Regions from separate parts of the Mus musculus genome. Here region 1 is linked to region 2. Evidence: chromatin contacts called from public promoter capture Hi-C data. All regions are on one chromosome and are shown on one strand. Each heading gives the region's core, a stretch centred on a gene start, on an enhancer-like site or on the middle of the called end of the contact. The rest is flanking DNA. Distances are from core to core; before and after follow the strand shown.

What was found. Promoter capture Hi-C pulls out the DNA fragments that hold promoters and counts their contacts.
Region 1: a promoter capture Hi-C map of hippocampal neurons shows a contact between it and region 2, with 9 times the contacts expected there. The contact joins the promoter of Irf2bp1 here to the promoter of Hif3a in region 2. A contact is called at or near these places in 9 of 39 promoter capture datasets (the 3T3-L1 cell line, the C10 cell line, the HPC-7 cell line and 4 more), 3 of 484 Hi-C or Micro-C datasets (the AML12 cell line, hematopoietic stem and progenitor cells and nephron progenitors) and 7 of 115 datasets of contacts at active chromatin or transcription factors (astrocytes, embryonic stem cells, forebrain and 2 more).

Annotation. Positions count from the first base shown.
Region 1 is chr7:19,001,798-19,006,089 of GRCm38.p6, forward strand. Irf2bp1 (interferon regulatory factor 2 binding protein 1) reads left to right here and starts at 2,261. Exons shown (of 1, transcript NM_178757.4): 1 at 2,261-4,292. The coding sequence starts at 2,640.
Region 2 is chr7:17,061,057-17,065,571 of GRCm38.p6, forward strand. It overlaps Hif3a (hypoxia inducible factor 3, alpha subunit), which reads right to left and starts at 1,371. Exons shown (of 15, transcript NM_001162950.1): 1 at 1,300-1,371. The coding sequence starts at 1,325.

The DNA of each region.
Region 1 (4,292 bases), core at 1,011-3,510, 1.9 Mb after region 2:
AGCACTTAGGGACTGCTCCACCCCGCCCCAGAGGACATGCCTCCTGAACTTGAGGCAGGTGATTGCCCCTCTAAAAGCCTTAACTAACCCTGGTGCAGAAGCACACACTTGAAGGTTGCAACAAACAGAGTTTATCTAGGTCTGTTAAGAGCAGTTCAATAAAGTAATTGGGTAGTTAACTCAGGCAAGGACAGAGACGGGGCAGAACGAAAAATAGGCTTTTACAGCCTTAAAGAGCCTATCAAGGGATCATGGCTCATACTTGCCATTCCTGTACTAGGGAGGCTTGCTGTGAGTTCAAGGCTAACCTGTGCTTCAGAGACCTATCGTTAGAAAAAGGAAAAATAAATAAAGCCAGGCATGGTTAATGTATTTTTGAAATCTCAGCCCCCAGGAGGTTAAGGAAGGAGGACCCAGAGCTCAGGCCAGCCAGCCTGGACCACCTAGTGAGGCCCAGTTTCAAAATTAAAAATACAGGCTGGTAGTACATCTCAGCACTAGAGCACTTAGCATAAGGCCCTGGATTCCATCCCAGTACCACGTATAAGCAGGAGAAAGTAAATAAACAGTAGTACAGGAAACCTATGGTTGTGAACATAGTATCTCCCAGGAAACGATAAAAATAGGCAATTTGTTTAAGGGAGAAGTGTTAAAACAGTAATGCAGGTGGTAGTTAAATTGTAACGCTGAAATAGAAAGCCAGGGCTGCTGTGACTACTCTGGGGTGGGGGTGAGAAAACCACCAAGCCTCCACTAAGTGCAAACCTGGAAGAACGCAAAGAAGACACTGGGGGGGGGGGGGGGAATTGAGACCACCAGCGGGGATCCAGGCCAAGTGAGGGGAAAGGGCTGATGTGAGCTAGGTCCTGGAGACATATGTCGCTTCTCCTAGCTCCCCCCACCCCCCCAAAAAAGCTAAAAACATGGGGTGCCCACAGCCGATTGGGCCCACCAGGCCATTAAGCACTTGGAGGTTTGGGGTTGCCCTTCCCAGCAATCTCCTCTTGGCTTCCTCATTCCAAATATAAGAGTAATAAGAGCCCCCTAACCTGGGGGGTGGGGGTGGAGGGAGAGGGCGAAATTCCCTGCTAGCAAGGGGGGGGGGCAAGAATCGGGAAGGCCTTCCCCCCCCAAGCTTCCAAGCAGAGGAAGTACGTCAGTGCGTCCATCTCGCAGAGCATTTTGGGAATTGTAGTGAAATTGGAGGTGTACCGAGAAGCCAACTCTGTAACCCTTTAGAGACCAAATACGTGCACAGCTGGAGCAGAATTGGCAGGCTCAGAGAACGTTCTTTAGCAGATGAGGAAACTAAGGCAGCCGCCTGGCTCGGAAGCCTACAGTCTTATCATCCTGTAGCCTCTGGGCCGCCCTTGAGGCTAGTACCTAAGACACTGGGAAGGACAAACTGCCAAGTAGACACTACTCTCCAAGAGTTGCCTGAAACCATCCCCTTGAAACCGTCCAATCAGAGCCTCTCCGCCCCAATTCCCCCAAAGCTGCTGCCTTTCTAACCGGTTATTGGCCCTTCTTGAAGGGGCGGGATTCTAAGAGAGGGCAAGACTCTTCTAGAACTGCTCAGCAAATCAGAGCAGAAACTGCTTTCCGGCTTCTGGGTATGGTGTCGGGACTGTAAACCCACAAGGAGGCTGAAGCAGGGAGATTGCAGCAAGTTTGAGGCCAGCCTAGACTACATAGGCTAGCCTTCTAGGCCAACCTGAGCTAAAGAATAAATCTAAGTCTTAAGAAAGAAAGAGGGGGGGCTGGTGAGATGGCTCAGTGGGTAAGAGCACCCGACTGCTCTTCCGAAGGTCAGGAGTTCAAATCCCAGCAACCACATGGTGGCTCACAACCATCCGTAACGAGATCTGACTCCCTCTTCTGGAGTGTCTGAGGACAGCTGCAGTGTACTTACATATAATAAATAAATAAATAAATAAATCTAAAAAAAAAAAAAAAAGATTGTTTAAAAAAAAAAAAAAGAAAGAAAGAGGGGGCGGGGAAAGGGGGGAAATTGCATCCACAGCAACTTGGCCACCCGAGCATTTATGAAACCATTACCCACTCCATGGACCCTGTGTGCGAACCCCAGCTTCCTGGCGAGGCACAGTGAAAATTAAGCACCCAGACCAGCGCGCGCCCTCTTTTCCCGCCACTGCTTTCTACCCAGTCCCCTTTAAGAAGCAGCCCCGACGGGACTACATTTCCCAGAAGGCTTTGCCCGCGCGTTATGTAACTTTCCCTGCGAAGCGGCCTCTGGGGCAGAAGAAGGAGGTGGAGGCGACGGCGGCCGTTGCAGCGGCGTCGGCGGCGCGAGCGGAGCGGCGGGAGCCTGGGGCGGCGGCGCCCGAGGCCCATCGAGGAGCTGGAGCTGTGCATCGCGGCTCACGGCGCGGACCGGACGGGGGCGCCGACGTGCGTGCTCGTGGCTTGCCTTTTCCACCGGAGGCGGGAGTGAGAGAGAGAGGAAAAAAAAGGCTGAGGGCCCAGGGGGCGGGGAAGGGGGGCCGGGCCTGAATCCGGCGGGGAGGCCGAGCCCGAGGCCGGATTGAGCGGCTCGCGCGCCCGTCCCGGGGCACGGCGGAGCGAACGTGGGCGGCGGGTGCACAGCAGGGGCACCTGGCGGCGTTCCGGGGGGCGCCATGGCGTCCGTGCAAGCGTCCCGCCGCCAGTGGTGCTACCTGTGCGACCTGCCCAAGATGCCGTGGGCCATGGTGTGGGACTTCAGCGAGGCTGTGTGCCGCGGGTGCGTGAATTTCGAGGGCGCGGACCGCATCGAGCTGCTCATCGACGCCGCCCGCCAGCTCAAGCGCAGCCACGTGCTCCCCGAGGGCCGCTCGCCCGGACCCCCGGCTCTCAAGCACCCGACTTCCAAGGACCTAGCCTCCACGGGCTCCCAGGGCTCCCAGTTGCCACCCCCGCAGGCCCAGGCGCAGCCATCGGGGACCGGCGGTAGCGTCTCAGGCCCGGACCGCTATGACAGGGCTACTTCATCCAGCCGCCTGGCGCTGCCTTCGCCGGCTTTGGAGTACACCCTGGGGTCCCGCTTGGCCAACGGGCTGGGCCGCGAGGAGGCCGTGGCGGAAGGGGCACGCAGGGCTTTGCTTGGCTCCATCCCCAGCTTGATGCCCCCCGGGCTGCTGGCAGCTGCAGTGTCTGGCCTTGGAGGCCGAGCTCTGACGCTGGCACCTGGCTTAAGCCCCGCTCGTCCACTTTTCGGCTCCGATTTCGAGAAGGAGAAGCAGCAGAGGAATGCGGACTGCTTGGCAGAACTGAACGAGGCCATGCGGGGCCGGGCGGAGGAGTGGCATGGGCGTCCCAAGGCTGTAAGGGAACAGCTACTGGCTCTGTCCGCCTGTGCCCCTTTCAATGTTCGATTCAAGAAGGACCACGGGCTGGTGGGACGGGTGTTCGCCTTTGATGCCACTGCCCGCCCTCCGGGCTATGAGTTCGAGCTGAAGCTCTTCACCGAATACCCCTGTGGTTCTGGCAATGTTTACGCGGGGGTCCTTGCAGTGGCTCGCCAGATGTTTCATGATGCTCTTCGAGAGCCAGGGAAGGCCCTGGCCTCATCGGGCTTCAAGTACCTCGAGTATGAACGGCGCCATGGTTCAGGGGAATGGCGCCAGTTAGGAGAGCTGCTTACGGATGGGGTCCGCAGCTTCCGAGAGCCTGCTCCTGCGGAGGCCCTGCCCCAGCAGTACCCAGAACCGGCCCCTGCTGCTCTGTGTGGCCCACCTCCAAGAGCCCCATCCCGAAACCTGGCGCCCACTCCACGCCGTCGCAAAGCATCCCCTGAGCCCGAGGGCGAGACAGCTGGGAAGATGACCACGGAGGAGCAGCAACAGCGGCACTGGGTGGCGCCAGGCGGTCCATACTCTTCAGAGACCCCTGGTGTGCCCTCACCTATTGCTGCCCTCAAGAATGTGGCCGAGGCTCTGGGCCACTCACCCAAGGACCCTGGTGGGGGTGGAGGCTCTGTCCGCGCAGGGGGTGCTAGCCCCGCGGCTTCCTCCACAACCCAACCACCGGCCCAGCATCGTTTGGTGGCACGCAATGGAGAGGCAGAAGTCAGCCCCACTGCCGGGGCTGAAGCTGTCAGCGGGGGTGGTAGCGGCACAGGGGCGACCCCTGGAGCCCCCTTGTGCTGTACCCTGTGCAGAGAAAGGCTGGAAGACACCCACTTCGTGCAGTGTCCCTCGGTACCCGGACACAAGTTCTGCTTTCCTTGCTCCCGAGAGTTTATCAAGGCACAGGGCCCAGCCGGAGAGGTGTACTGCCCCAGTGGAGACAAA
Region 2 (4,515 bases), core at 121-2,620:
TAGAAGGGGTGGGGACTGAGTTCCCGGGTGGGCTCAGGGCCAGAAGTTGGAATAGATGGGCCAGACAGGGCCAGAAAAAGGGCGAGCCTGGGTGGGTTGAGGTAGGGGGTAAAAACTGGGTGTAGAGAAAAACCAATCAGATCTCGGAAGCCAGGGAGGAGGGACAGGGGTGAGGCTTGAGGGATGCCCCAATTTAGACAGGGAATACCAAGAGTCTAGGAAATTTTTCTGGGGTCTCCCGTGGCAACCTGGCGAAATGGGCTCCACTGGCTATGGTCCCAAAGCCTCTGCACCTGTTGCAAGGTGAACACAGAACCCGCTTCTTCCTAGGATAACCCCAGCTGTGTCCAGCCACAGGAGGGCGCTGCCTTCCCTTGATTAGCCAGGGCATCTTTCGGAAGGATGTCTCTCAAATAGGGTTTGGGTGGGGCCCTCCTCCCTCAATTACAGACTGGGTCCAGGCAGATGAAATTGACACAGAACCAGATCGCAGGAAGTGGCTCAGATTTGTTCTGTTGGTACTGAAAAGGAGCGACCCTACTTATTTAATGCTGTTTTTTGAGACAAGAAAATGTAGACCAAAGCTGGTCTGGAACTTGCCATGTAGGCCAGGCTGGCTTTGAAAGCATCAATCTCCTATAGCTTTCCAAGTGCTGGGTTTACAGGCATGAATCTCCTTCCCCAGCTATCATTCCACTCTTTGAAAGGCAAAAAGACCTTGGTTAGGTCCCACACAGCCTCTAATGAGGACCTCCCTATCCCCATGTCATTTTAGAGCATTTTGAAGCTTGGGAGACTGTTAGAAAGGGCATGGTAAAATTAACCTCTCTCCTGGAATTCAGAAATAGTGTCTTTCAGGGACTCCCTAGAAACTCCAGTTTGGGGATCCCTTATTAACACCACAAGAGCTAGACTGCCAAGGAAGACTCCTTTCAGGGATTTGGAGGAAAAGACTTTTTTGGAAGAAGTCTTCCTTGCTCAAACGCGACCACCTCCAATCCATAAGGAACTTGGAGTTTCACCCCCAGCCAGATGGAGGATTGAACCCGATGTATCTGGAAATTGCAGCTCATAACCCCAAAGCAGTTCCAGGGGAGGGGGGCGGGACAGCTGGAGCTCTGGGGGTAAATCCCTGATACCCTGAAAACCTCTAAGGTGGAGGGTGCATCGGGATGTGTCCCCAATCGGGCGCCTCACAGTGTCCTCAACTTGAGCCACACCCCAGAGATGAGGGGTTCCCTTAAAGCTCCGTCAAAGAGAGCCCCCAGACCCCACCATCCTATCCCCGAAGCCCTGTACCTCACGCGCTGCAGCCCCAACGCCATGGCTCGCCCTTCGCGGTTCCAGAGCCCTCGATGCCCAGCGTCCCCCTCCCCTGCCTGTGTGAGCCCCCTCCCCAGCTCCACCTCTGCCACTCCATTGGCTGGTCTTTGCCCAGCCCGCGGCTCTGATTGGAAGGTGGGCTTGTTGCTCCCGAGAAGGAGGAGGGACTAAAGGAGAAGACTTGGAACTTCAAGGGGTTGGGGAATCCGATGTAATGCACACCCCCAGCCACGCCCCTGCCCCAGACTTCCTTGGCAGTCCGGAGCCCGCCGGGCGTGATTTCCCTCCAGTCTCTGAACTTCCATATGTACACTTCTGAACCATCTGATTCACTGTTCTCTGTGTCCCAGTTCCTGTCGCAGTCTCTGCCTTCACTCCCACCTTTCCCAACCCCCTCTCCTTTCTCCCGCTCTGTCCTTTTCTTGACGTACCAAGTCCCCACTTCTCTCCACCCCGAACTCTACTTCACCTGTATTTCATAACCCCTTTCTTTGCCATACCCCATGTCCCTCCACTGTGTGGCCCCACTGTGGACCCCGCCTCCCAGAATCTTCCTTGTCCACCCGTCTCCACCCCATCCTGACCCGTGGCCTCTCTTAACTCCCTGTGCAGGTTCCTGCGGATGAATAATTAAGCTTCTGTCAAGTAAATATGCTTTAGCTTCATCACACCCACTTGTAAAGGGAACAGAGAACCGATGAGAGATACGTGCGCAGTGACATGGACAGGTGGAAGACGGTACAGCTGGGTAAGGAAGAGGAAGGAAGTTCCTGTGTAGGCTGGAGAGGGCGTGGACACTAAGGACAGGGGTGAAGGAGCAGTGTTCCTTCCGTATGCAGGTTTGGGTACACTCTACACTGCGGCAGAAATGGATTTATTGTTTTTGAGTTATTGGGCAAGCTCCATCTTAGGACTTTCACACATAACTGCGCACTCTCTTTAGAGTGCTCTTCTCGGCTAGACGGTTGGCTCCAGGTTTAAGGCCCTTGCTGCCAACCCTGAAGACCAGTGTTCAATCCCCAGGCCCTCCCCCCTCCCCCCACATCGTGGAAGGCAAGGTCTTTGATTTATCTGCGCGCACGCGCGCACACACACACACACACACACACACACACACACATACACACACCACACGTAAAATGTAATAAAAAACTTAAAAAAATTCTCCTCTAAAAATCCACATGGCTCCCCACCTCAACTCAGGAAAATAGTAAGCTGTCTCCTCCCATTGCCTTCTCTTCTCCATCTTCCTTCTCCTCTTCTTTCTCCTTCCTCTTTCTTCCTCCTCTTCTCCATTTTATTTTCAGATGGGGTCTCATGTAACCCCGTCAAGACTGGCCAGCAAGAGCTGGCCTTGAACTTCTATCCTCCTGCCTTCACCTTCCAAGTGGATTACAGGTGTGTACCATTATGCCCAGCTCCCATGCCATTTAGTTTCAGTTGATTTTATTTGAATAAATCTGACTATATCCATGCTATCAGCAACTCCAGGGAAGAAGGCAAAATCCAGACAGAGCCAATCACTGTAGGACTTCCTTGGCCACAGTGATTACCAGTTTTGGGAAGATATATGAACCAAACTAGTATAGTGAAGATTAACTCTGAGGACTTTGCTGTAACTGTCAGGAGAGAGGGTTTATTTATTTCTTATTGTTTTATTGTGTTTATAGCACAGAGGATTGAATTTGGGACAAACTCAACCAGAACCATACATATCCCCAGCTCTTCACTGTGATATTGAGATTCTAGGCAGGGGCTCTACCACTGAGCCACGCCCCCAGCCCCTCACTGGGGGATTCTAGGCAGGGGCTCTACCACTGAGCCACGCCCCCAGCCCCTCACTGGGGGATTCTAGACAGGGGCTCTACCACTGAGCCACACCCCCAGCCCCTCACTGGGGGATTCTAGGCAGGGGCTCTACCACTGAGCCACGCCCCCAGCCCCTCACTGGGGGATTCTAGACAGGGGCTCTACCACTGAGCCACACCCCCAGCCCCTCACTGGGGGATTCTAGGCAGGGGCTCTACCACTGAGCCACGCCCCCAGCCCCTCACTGGGGGATTCTAGGCAGATGCTCTACCACTGAGCCACGCCCCAGCCCTTCACTGGGGCATTCTAGGCAGGGGCTCTGCCACTGAGCCACACCCTAACCCCTCACTGGGGGATTCTAAGCAGGAGACAGGGGCACTACCACCAAGTCTGAGCTCCATTGTTCTTTTTAGCAATCTGGCTCGCAAAGCAACTACCCTACGCGTGTATTATATTTCACAATAATAAAAAAATGACTTGACAGTAATTGTCATTGAGGAGCGCTGAGTTAACTGGAGGTCACAACTGAAAGCAGAGAGCTGAAATCCTCAAAATAGAATGTGCAGGTCTGTGAGGGGTGCTCTGGGGCATGTTCAGTGATCCTCCCACCCTCATTGCTCTCCAAAGCTGTTTTTATAACACTAGTAAGATGCTCTTGCCTCACTCTTCTCCCCCTGTACACTGACAGTTTCCATGGTCACGGATATGTGATAGGAAACTTGCTCTGATGTTATATTTTATTATTATAAATGTAATTTTAAAAGAATTCCACACAATGGATTGGTGTCAAACTGATTCCTTTTCAGTTTTTCTTTTCTTTTGATTTCTTTGTTTCTTTTCTTTTTTTGATTTTTGAGATAGGATTTCTCTGTGTAGCCCTGGCTGTCCTGGAACTCACTCTGTAGACCAGGCTGGCCTTGAACTCAGAGATCCACCTGCCTCTGCCTCCCGAGTGCTGGGATTGAAGGCGTGCGCCACCACCACTCAGCTCCCCTTTAAGTTCTCTTATTCCCTTCTTGCTCTTGCTGACTCCTATCCCTTTCCCAATGAGTCCCCTTCCTGCTTTCATGTCTTTTGGGGGTTGTTTGGGGGAAAGTCTTGTGCAGGTAGCCATGGTTGCTGAGTGTCCGTGATTGCAATGACCTCGTAAAATGCTCCAGAAACCAACATTTTGGGGGTTTCTTCCCTATCTTCTGGTTCTTACAACCTTTCCATCACCTCCTTTTCTTTGGTGATAGAGATGTCTTGTTTAGGTCTGAGTACTAAACATTCCCTTATTTGCAGCTATTTGGGCATTTATCAATTTCTGCTTTAACTGTTGCCTGCTTCCAGAAGAGACTTATTCTGCCAAAGCTGCATTAGTCTGTGAGTATAAACAGAAAT